Regions from separate parts of the Podarcis muralis genome. Here region 1 is linked to region 2. Evidence: chromatin contacts called from public Hi-C data. All regions are on one chromosome and are shown on one strand. Each heading gives the region's core, a stretch centred on a gene start, on an enhancer-like site or on the middle of the called end of the contact. The rest is flanking DNA. Distances are from core to core; before and after follow the strand shown.

Region 1 (5,461 bases), core at 111-2,610, 280 kb before region 2:
ACCTTTTGGGCAGATACTGTGAAATTTACATATTGAAGAATTTAGAGGGCACCGCTTATTTCCTGTTGAGCTGCAGAGCCAACTCAAGTAGAATGAAAATATTGTTTACAATATTTAGAAAGGTGGACAATTCTAAACAGAAGAGGTTTCAAACTAATATCTTTTAAAAAGGATATCCACACAGGTCTCACTCCCAGCTGCCAATTGCAGAATTCTCCACATCTGGGCAAGTGTGGTAGAAGTACGCAGAAATCACTGTAAATGCAGTCAGAACATTTAAATAAAACTGGTCACATCTACACCATCCATTTAAAGTACATGGCTTCCCTGAAAGAATCCTGAGAAGTTTAAGGGTGCTAGAAATTGTAAGTTTCTGAAGGGTATAGTTTCCAGGTACAGAGAAGGTTGACGTTTTCATTGCAGTACTCTGAAAAGTACATTCTATTTTTTGGGTTTTTTTAAATGAAGGCAAGGGAACACATCCTGCAGGCTTCAAATCCCTTTTCTGTTGGGATGTCTGTACCTTTAAAAGACAAAAATTCAACAGACTTGAGATGCGCAGGGAAAGATTTAACTTGTTTAATTTCTACACCATGTAATAAGTTTTGAGGGCACAGGATTTGCAAGTCTTCTTTCCTGTAGTACTCTGGAAGAACTGGAAGCATCATATTGCCTTCCCCAACACCCCAAAAAGCTTGTCCCAAGTTGTGTTTTTATTGTTGGTTTTCATTGATTTTTATATTAGTCACTTCCAAATTTGCAAGAAAAGCGATTAACAGATAGGTGTGACAACTCTGAAGGGCATAAAATAACTGCAGCTAGATGCAAGGAGAGGGGGGTGCTGTATTTCACCCTGCAAACTAAAAAAGAAAACGGGGCTTTCTGCAGGCTGACTGCCAAACCAGCCTTTCCCAACCTTGGGGAGGGAGGATGTTCCAGCTGTTGTTGGACTCCAACTTCTCTCATCCCTAGCCAGCAGGACCAGGGAGGGCAATGGGGGAAAGACTATACAGGCTACGATCTTATACAGCTGGGAGTAAGCCTCACTGAGTTCAATGGGGCTTACTTCTGAGTAAATGTATTCACAGGCTCGCACTGCACGCCTTTGTCTCAAGCGCGTTCCTTCCCTCCGAGTCCTCCAGAGACACAAGGGATCAATAACCCACACCGTTTCCGTCGGCCCTCTAGGGGGCGCTGACTCCGCGTCGTCGCCATTCGCGGAACCGGAAATGGGTCCCGCGCACTGGCTCCTCCCTGAGCGAGTTTCCGGAAGACGCTTCATCGCGACAGGGCTTCCACCATAGTGATGCCGCGGGCCAGAGCGGAACTTAGCCAATAGCGGGCGGCTCCGGTTTTCCCCCCTGCCGGAAGTTCCGCTCGCGAGTGACGTAGGTAAGGCAGCTGGTGGGATCTGCGGCTGGAGAAAGGAGAGGCGGAATCAGCGGGGGCTCCTTCTCCTGACCAGGCAAGGCCGCGCCGGGCCCCTCCATTTGCGCGCCCCTCTTTCCCCGGCCGGATCCGAGGCCCTCCCTCAGCCGTCCAGGTTCTTCCCCCTCGCCTGCTCCTGCTCTCCGGGCAGCAGCCTTTGCCGCGCTGGGTGCAGCTGCCGCTCGAGGGGCAGAGCTGGGGGGTCTGTGGTAGAGCCAGCCCCCCACGCCCTCACGAGCCCGCTTGGAAGGATTCTGGATAACGAGGCCGGGAAATCTCTTTAGGGACGCTGCGAGCCCGCAGGCGCAACATCCCGGCCGGTTAGTGCGGGCAGCGCCTGCACTTTGGAACTCCCTGCCGATTGATCAAGCAGGCGCCTTCGCTGCGCTCTCTTCGGCGCCTGCTTAGAAACATTCCCTAACTCTGCCCAGATGGTTAGAAAGTTGCAGCAGAATCATATTCTAGACAGTAGCATCTAGTCCAGCCTCCTGTGCAGCTGTCCCAGACGGGGATCGAACCTGCAACCTTGGCGTTATCAGCTCCAGGCTCTAACCAACTGAGCTATCCATAGAATCTTAAGAGTTAGGAGGGACCATCATCTAGTCCAGGCACGTTCAACAGGTAGATTGTGATCTACTGGTAGATCACTGGACGTCTGTGGTAGATCACTGGCTCCCCCCAAAGAAGCTCAACAACTTTGACTTGAACCCAAAAAAGGGGGTAGATCACTGCCAGTTTTTAACTCTGTGAGTAGATCGCTGTCTCTTGGGAGTTGGCCACCCCTGATTCTAGTCCAACCCCCTGCAATGCAGGAATCTCCGCTAAAGCATCCATGACAGAGGGCTAACCAACCTCTGTTTAAAAACCTTCAAGGAAGGAGAGCCAGGCTAAAGTAGTTTTAATCTCTTGGTATTTCAACTTATGTAGCTTTTAAAGTAGTGTTGTAATTTTTTCTTAATTTTATTGTTTTGTCTTCCTGTAACAACCTTTGAGGTTGTTGTTTTGTTTTTGTTTTATAAGCAAGCAGTGTATAAATCTTATGAAATGACTAAATAATTAGTCAAGAGCCAATGGTTGCTTGTTATAAAGCTGCTGCTTCATACATTCATGTCTATGTGGGGATTTTTATTTTTGCCTCACAGGTCCATCTACAGCCATGGCGCAATACAAAGGAGCTGCCAGCGAGGCTGGCCGGGCACTCCAGCTGATGAAGAAGAGGGAGAGGCAGCGGGAACATATGGAACAGATGAGGCAACGGATTGCTGAGGTGAAAGGAAGCAGAAGCTCCTAAGGGGCAAGATGGCGGGTGGGTGTAATTTGGTTGCTGAGAGGTATTACCATGAAGGTGTGGTGCAGAACCATTGGAGGACTCTGAATGCAGGGAATGGGAAAGAAGGCAGCAGCATGGAATTGTCTGTTCTTTGTTGTCAGGAAGAGCCAGTGCAAAATACGGAAAGGTGTTTTCAAAATGATCATAGAATTTTGTAGAGTTGGAAGGGACCACGAGAGTCATCTAAAAGTTGCAATGCTTTTCATATGTGATGCTTTTCAAATGCACCTTTAAGCCATTTTTCTGCAATCTGTAGTGTTCATACAGTATAAGAAACCAAATTGAGGCATTTTAAAATCAAGCAGATGTTCTAATAAATATTTAACAGCATATTCAAATTATGGTTGCAGGTAATACAACACCCTAGCCCATGGTGAAGCTGAGCATGCTGAGTAAAAATACTTTAAACCAACGTATCTATCTTTTGGCAATAGTTGTGGATAATAGTTTCCTCATGATTCCTCCCCCCCCCCACTACATTTCAGTAGGCCCTTGGCATAGTTTTTGGTTTTTTCTTTAACTTCACTGCTCTCTTCCATTATAGAGTTGAAGGGTTCAATCCCTGCCCTAAGCAACCTTAAATATTGTTCCTTGCAAACCTCTCTAGAAAGATTTCACAACTTGTTGTTTTACCATAGGGATGGAGAACCTCTGTTCTTCCAAATGTTGATATTCAGCTCCCATCAGCCTAGCTAGCATAGCCAATGATCAGGGATGACAGAACGTAGTCCAAAAGGTTTTTATTCTTCTGGCTTGATGTATTCTGTATATTCTCGTCTCCTTTTCAATCACTTGTCCACCCCACCTCTTGTAAGTTCTGGCTACCAGATAAAAAAAATCCTGTATGGTTGTATCCCTTTTTGTGAATATTCGTTTTCTGCATGACTATGGTTTGCAGTTTTCTTCTGTTATTACTGTCAGAAATTGCCCATCTTCTTCAACTTGTCTGTCACGTAACGTATCTTTCCAAAATACTTTTCTAACTGTCTGAGTATAGTGAAGTACATTCCCTCCACCCCACCTCTTTTAAAACCTGGACTTTGTTATCCTTTCTCTTTCCTTTTATTTGACTAATCATATCTTTCATGTTAGGATCATCACCATCACATTGTCTGTTAGTATTGCTCTGTCAAAGTGAACTAAGATTTAAATGAATTGAGATTCTGACCATTCTATTAACCTGCTGAAAGAGAAAATAATAATCTCAAATGCATGTAAGGTCTCTTGCATAGTTAAATAGGTTCTGTCTCCAACAAATATGGTAATTGCAGCAAATTTAGAAAAATTATAGGTGCTCACAAATATGCCTCAAAACATGAAATATTTCCAGTTCTGAGTTAGTTCCTTATTATATTGAACAGGTGTGGGAAGCACTGGGGCCTCCAGATGTCAGTGAACTGCAATTCCCATCAGTATGGTATCCTTGTATTCCATCCTTGTTGGTAGTTGTAGTTCAGCAGCATTTGGAGGGCCAAACACCTGATCTTGAATATTGCTTTGCTGCTTTACAACTTGAACACTAAGCACATGCCTTTGAAATCTCCCTCTCCTCCGAGCAGTAGGGCATAACACAGCTGCTTCTACCTACTCCAGTCTTGGCATCTCCCTCCCTCTACCTGCTGTCACAAGCAAGAATCCCAAGTGTGCCGTACCTGGGGGGGCGGTGGATGACAGGACCAGTGAGGGAGCAGACACAACTTCCTTTTCTTCTGCTTTATTAGGAGATTTAAAGTTTTATATGAAGTGCCTGGGCTGCAACACTGCTTTTTTCTGTAGTGTTAAGCTCACCAAACAGAAAGGTGTTTCCCTGGAAGCAGGAGAGCTTAGATTGTGCAGTGTGTATTTAGTGCCAGAGAACAATCTAATTCTTTATTAGAGAATTCCTCATTCAACGGCTCTGATGGATTTTGCGGGTCTCTAAGCAGACATTCACAGTGTTATCTTTTTTCCTTCATCCAGATACATTCACAGGTATTGCCATTCCCTTCATCTTGGACCTGGGTGACCGTATACTTTTTCTGCAATGCATTGAGTTTATAGACTCCTTTCCCTGTGTTTTTATAACAAGCTATACCCCCTGAATAATAATGACACTTCAGTCTTGAGAGCTTTCCCCAACAAGTCTTGCCAACAGTACCACTGCTTCTGACAATGTTTAGCTCACCTTGCTTGCCTCCCCTGGGTTCCCTCTTAGTATACAAAAATGCTGTGTGCTTGAAAGTCTCAAATGAGCTCTCTTCTTGCCTTGGACCTTTCTGTGCTTCTGAAGGGCACTTGTTCCTTCAAAAAATGTTTACAGATCCTTAGATTCTGTTCTCTGGGCTCACATCTCCCAACCATTTAGATCAGCCTTCCCAGTGTGGTACTTTTCAGATGTTTTGAATTACAGTTGCCGTCACTCTTGACCGTTGGCCATGCTGGCTGGGAGAGGTGGGAACTGGAGTCCAAAACATCTGGAGGATACCAGAGAGGGGTGTGCTGTAGATCACTTATTGGATTGACAAGGCAATGGCAATGTTGATAAAACAAATACGGTTTGGGGTGTTGGCCCTTTCTTGTGGAGCCCAACTTCTCAGCCTTGAAGACACGGAATTCCTCCTGGCAGCACTGCCTGTGAAGCGAAGCATTCTGGTTGAGGACCTTTCCATGCCTAACTTGACTTCTTTCCTTGGTGAAAAGGATTTTCCTCTTTTTCTTTACTTC
Region 2 (5,295 bases), core at 2,675-5,174:
TTACTTGCACTTTGATGTGCTTTTGAACTGCTAGGTTGGCAGGAGCAGGGACCGAGCAACGGGAGCTCACCCCGTGGCGGGGATTCGAACCGCCGACCTTCTGATCGCCAAGTCCTAGGCTCTGTGGTTTAACCCACAGCGAGGGTATCGGATGCCACTTAGCCAAAGGCCTGGTTGGAGAGGAACGTTTTCACCTGGCGCCTATTCTACCTAATGATAGGACTGGCCTTGCCATACTCTAACATAGGGGGCCACCAACACAGTCACACTAAACCAACATTGGCACCCACCTGCCAAAGCTTTGCCTTTGAAAAGCAGGCGCTGCTGGGATACTGGGACATTCAACTTCTCGGAGACCAAGCGTTTGAGAGAGGAGATCCGTTCATCTGGGGAGACCTAAGAAGGAAGAATGTGATGAAGTGGGGCTGGCCCCCAAAACTGACAGGCTCAGAGCAAGGGCTTTCATATGCTAGAGAATATAGGCCCTGGTCAAGCACAGAACTAGAAAAGCTGATCAAACCTTTTGTTCAGTAATATACCCTACACTTACAGTACCTGTCCGTTCTCAGGTCCTTTTCAGAGTGAATTCCCACCTCACCCCCCACCCCTCCAGTTGCTCTAAGAAGCTTGCCCCATTGACAAATTGGTCCACAGGAAATAATTTTGTTCTATTTATGGCTGGCATTTTTTCTTTCTCCTTCTGGCAAAGCTCCTGTGAAAGGTAGAAGATCAGTAAGTGCAGCTTTTCACAGCATGAATATTTTCTGCTTTTCAGGTACTTGTTAAATAACATTACTAAGTAGGCATATAGTGTTTTTCAACTTAAGTTAGTGTTGGCCCCTTTTTCTCCCAGGCATGAAAATGCTGATATCACTTGAAGGTAGAAAGTACAGTCAAACCTCATTGGTGAAAGTAATCTGTTCCGGAAGTCCATTTCGGACTTCCGAAATGTTCGACAACTGAGGTGTGGCTTCTGACTGGTTGCAGTAGCTTCCTGCACTCAAGCGGAAGCCGTGTCAGACATTCGGCTTCTGAAAAACGTTGGAAAACCGGAGCATTTACTTCTGGGTTTTCAGTGTTTGGAAGCCGTAACGTTCCAAAATGGAGCAGGCATTCGGGAGCCAAGGTTTGACTGTATAAGGTATGAACTGGAAATTCATAGTTAAAATCTCTGTTTTCCCTTGAAACCACTGAAAGTCTGTTCCCCCAGCTGTAACATGACAATAATACTATTATCATTTATTGATATTTTTATAAATACAGGGAAGCCTTAAGCAATTGTTATAAGAACGACAATGTTCATGCGTGTGCAATGCTTAGGAAGAGCAATGCACATTAAGTTCAATGTGTTGGTCCTGGTATTCAAAGCCTTCTATATAGCTTGGGACCAGGATACCTAAAAGACCATCTCACCCTTTATATAGCCAACCAACTACTGCACGCTGTAGTAGCAAACACTTATCTCAGCAAGAGGTCCGTTCCATACAATGTAGGAATTGAGTTCTTAGTGTGGCAGCATCTATCCTTTGGAACTCCCTCCCACTGCATATCAGACAGACACCATCTCTATTGTCTTTTTGGTGTTGCTGAAGACCTTCTGGTTTTTCAACAGTTCTTTTAAGTGGAGATTGTTTTGCTCTTATATGAGAAACTGTCTTAGTTGTTGATTTTTTTTACTGTTAAATCACTTGAGATTAATGAAAAATGAAATACATTTTTATGTACTTCTAACATTACTGGATGTTCCAACCTTGGAAGGAAGTAATCTTTTTTCAAGGTACAATCTGAGGGAATATAAAAGCACAAGAGGAACCTTGACGGATCGGATAAAGAACCATCTAGTCCGGCATTCTGTTTCCAAAGTGACTAACCGGATGCCTGTGGGAAGTTTGCAAACAGAACACGAGTACAACCCTCCCACATGATGCAACCACTTGCTGAAGCTGAGGTGGTTTGGGTCTGGTCTGCTTTGAGCATTATGGAAAAAAAGAGGGGTATAAATGTGCTAAATCAGGGATGGGGAACCTCTGACCCTCCAAATGTTGCTGGTCTCCCAACTCCCCAGGTAGCCCAACCTTGTATTAAGAGCCCTTAACCCTGACCCAAAGGCATGTGGTTACTTTCCTGCGAAGGGAAGGCACAGAATGCATGGTTAGAAACACTTACCTTCCTCTATCCAGATCCTGGGCGTGAGCCCTAGCAATAGCAGACACTATAAAGCCCTTAAGAACTTAGGACCAGTTTACCTATAAGATTGTGTTACCCTAATCAACTCATCCAATGGATGGAATTGGCACTACTACAGGTGCCGTACCCATTCCACATTTGTAAGAACTTGGCTGTTTAGCATGCCCACGCCTGCACTTTGGAACTCCCTGCCTATTGAGATCAAGCAGGAGCCCTCACTGTACTCCTTTTGGTGCAGTGAGGGCTCCTGCTTGATCTCAAATAGGTACAAGCTGTTTAGACAAGCCTACCCCACCCAGATACTTAGAAGCTGATGCCACTTTTAATCCGTTTTAGCATTTTAACTTGATTCTGCCGTTTTGTATTTTTGAGGTTTTTGGTTTGTTTCTCTTTTACAACCAAGCTGTGTACACATTTTACGAAATGAAGCAATACTACCACTCTATTTTGCCTTGGTCAGACTACGCCTGGAATACTGTGTCCAGTTCTGTGCAGCGTAATTTAAGAAGTATATTTGACAAGCTGGAACATGCGCAGAGGGGGGAGACCAAGAGGCTCAAGGGTCTGGAAACCAAGCCTTATGAAGAACGGTTGAAGGAGCTGAGTATGTTTAGCCTGGAGAAGAGGAGACTGAGAGGAGCATGACGACCCTGGGGGTCCCTTCCAACTCTACCGTTCTATGAAAATAAATATTCCAGCAGCAGAGCTGAATTCGACTTTGTAAACAGAGAAAGGAAAAGGCAGCAGGAGAAACAGCTGAGGGCCGGGAGGTGTCAGATCTGCCCAGGAGCCCCCACCCCCTGAGTGCATGAGATCCCTTCACAGCCATCTATACAATATGATAATTTTTATTGTCATTGTCCCATACAGAACAACGAAATTGAAAAAATCTACATCAAACATTCAAAACCCAACAAGCCTGCTATCCCAGCCTTGTTAGTCCCCTAAAAACTCTGATACTCCATAATTAAATACAATACACTCCTTTAGAGACTGCCTTACACTGTGTTTAAAACCAAAATTGCATTTGAATAGAAACTGTTTCTCAGGTGGCTAGTCCTAGTCTTTATAGCCCTGTACCTTCTTCCAGAAGCTGAAAGAGATCATTTCCGGGGTGCGCACTGTCCTGCACTATCTCTGCAGCTTTCTTATGGCACCTGGAATCATAGATTTGATCCAAGGTGGGAAGAGTGCACCCAATTATTCTCTCCGCAGTCTTTACAACCCTGGACAGCATTGTTTCCCCCCTGACCGTGCAGCTCCCAAACCACACACACAGACCATAAGTTAATACACTCTCCAGAGTGTACAATGGTAAAATGCCATCAGCAGGTCCTCTGAGAGATCGTTTTTCCGGAGGATTCTCAGAAAATACAACCTCTGCTGTGCTCTCTTCATCCTGGAAGGGACCCCTCGCTGCCCTCCGGCCCCCCACCCGCTCCCGCCGCCCTCGGCCTCCTTCCTCCAGGCCAGGTCCTCCCGGTGGCTCCTCTGGGCTTGGGGCGGGCGAGGGCTACACCCAGGCAGCAGCCCACACCCAGCTCGGGCCTCGGCCCCTGACTCAGCGCCCCACCGCCCGGGAGCAGCAGCAGGAGGGATACCTGGAGGCTGCATTCCCGGCCCTGGAGCGCCTTCACCGTCAGCAGCATCTCGGGACCCCGCAGCTCGGAAAGCCAGAAGCGGCCCCTTTAACTGAACCATAGACACGCGAGGAAGAAGCTGTCCGGAAGGCAGAGCGGCGCGGCGAAGGGAAGTTACGTAGGCGAAAGGAAGACGCGGAGGCCTCTCATCTCGACGGGGGCCGCACGCGCACTGAAGCTGTCAGAGAGAGAAAGCGGCCAGAGAGGCGGAACTTGAGTCTGTAGGAGGAGCGCAACGTCCGAGAAGACCGGAAACTGGTGGACGCAGCGAAACCCAACCTCTTTCCACGTCATATGAAACTCTATGATGCAAAGGCTCACGTGCCCGGGAGTGATTAACCATAGAGTGGAGGTGGGGTAGAGCGGGAATAAGGGAGACTGGGGGTCGCGGGGGCCGCAGCCTGAGAGACTTTAATAAGATGCTTAGAAAGCGAAGGTAATTTTATTTTCATTTTCATTTTCGGTATTTTAACTTGTGTATGTTTTGAAGTAGGGTTGTGAGTCCCCCCCCCCTGATTCTGTTGTTTTATCTTTTTGTAAACCGCTTTGAGGGTTTGTGAGGTGTGTAAATTTTATGAAATTAATTAGTTGATTAATTGATTTCAGGTTGTAGATCGCGGCCCTTAAAATCTGCCAAGCGCGGGGCGAAATCAGTAGAAATGAACAGGAGGCGATATTTTGTTGTTTAGTCGTTTTGTTGTGTCCTCCTCTTCGTGACCCCATGGACCAGAGCACGCCAGGCACTCCTGTCTTCCACTGTCTCCTGCAGTTTGGTCAAACTCATGCTGGTAGCTTCGAGAACACTGTCCAACCATCTCGTCCTCCGTCGTCCCCTTCTCCTTGGGCCCTCCATCTTTCCCAACATCAGGGTCTTTTCCAGGGAGTCTTCTCTTCTCATGATATGGCCAAAGTATTGGAGCCTCAGCTACAGGATCTGTCCTTCCAGTGAGCACTCAGGGCTGATTTCCTTCAGAATGGAGAGGTTTGATCTTCTTGCCGTCCATGGGACTCTCAAGAGTCTCCTCCAGCACCAGAATTCAAAAGCATCAATTCTTCGGCGATCAGCCTTCTTTATGGTCCAGCTCTCACTTCCATACATCACTACTGGGAAAACCATGGCTTTAACTATACAGACCTTTGTTGGCAAGGTGATGTCTCTACTTCTCAAGATGCTGTCTAGGCCTGTCATTGCCCTTCTCCCAAGAAGCAGGCGTCTTAACTTTTATATGCCTGTCGTCTTTGTCCATGGAGTTTTCTTGGCAAGGATACTGGAGTGGCTTGCCAGTTCCTCCTCCAGGTGGATCACGTTTGGTCGAAACTCTCCACTATGACCTGTTCATCTTGTGTGCCCTGCTCGGCGTAGTTCATAGCTTCTCTGAGTTCTTCAAGCCCCTTCGCCACGGCAAGGCAGTGATCCATGAAGGGGAGGAGGCAATATAAAAGGCCGAAATCCAGGCGGACTCAAAGC

What was found. Hi-C and Micro-C count contacts between places; a contact is called where the count stands out from the background.
Region 1: a contact with region 2 is called in a Hi-C map of blood, with 6 times the contacts expected there. The contact joins the promoter of FAM50A here to the promoter of UBL4A in region 2. A contact is called at or near these places in 2 of 3 Hi-C or Micro-C datasets (blood and tail).

The regions. Positions count from the first base shown.
Region 1 is chr17:37,977,272-37,982,732 of rPodMur119.hap1.1, reverse strand. FAM50A (family with sequence similarity 50 member A) reads left to right here and starts at 1,360. Exons shown (of 12, transcript XM_077921667.1): 1 at 1,360-1,465; 2 at 2,571-2,695. The coding sequence starts at 2,585.
Region 2 is chr17:37,704,472-37,709,766 of rPodMur119.hap1.1, reverse strand. It overlaps UBL4A (ubiquitin like 4A), which reads right to left and starts at 3,924. Exons shown (of 4, transcript XM_028711648.2): 1 at 3,789-3,924; 2 at 291-396. The coding sequence starts at 3,836. LOC144325976 reads left to right here and starts at 4,073. Exons shown (of 3, transcript XM_077921350.1): 1 at 4,073-4,263.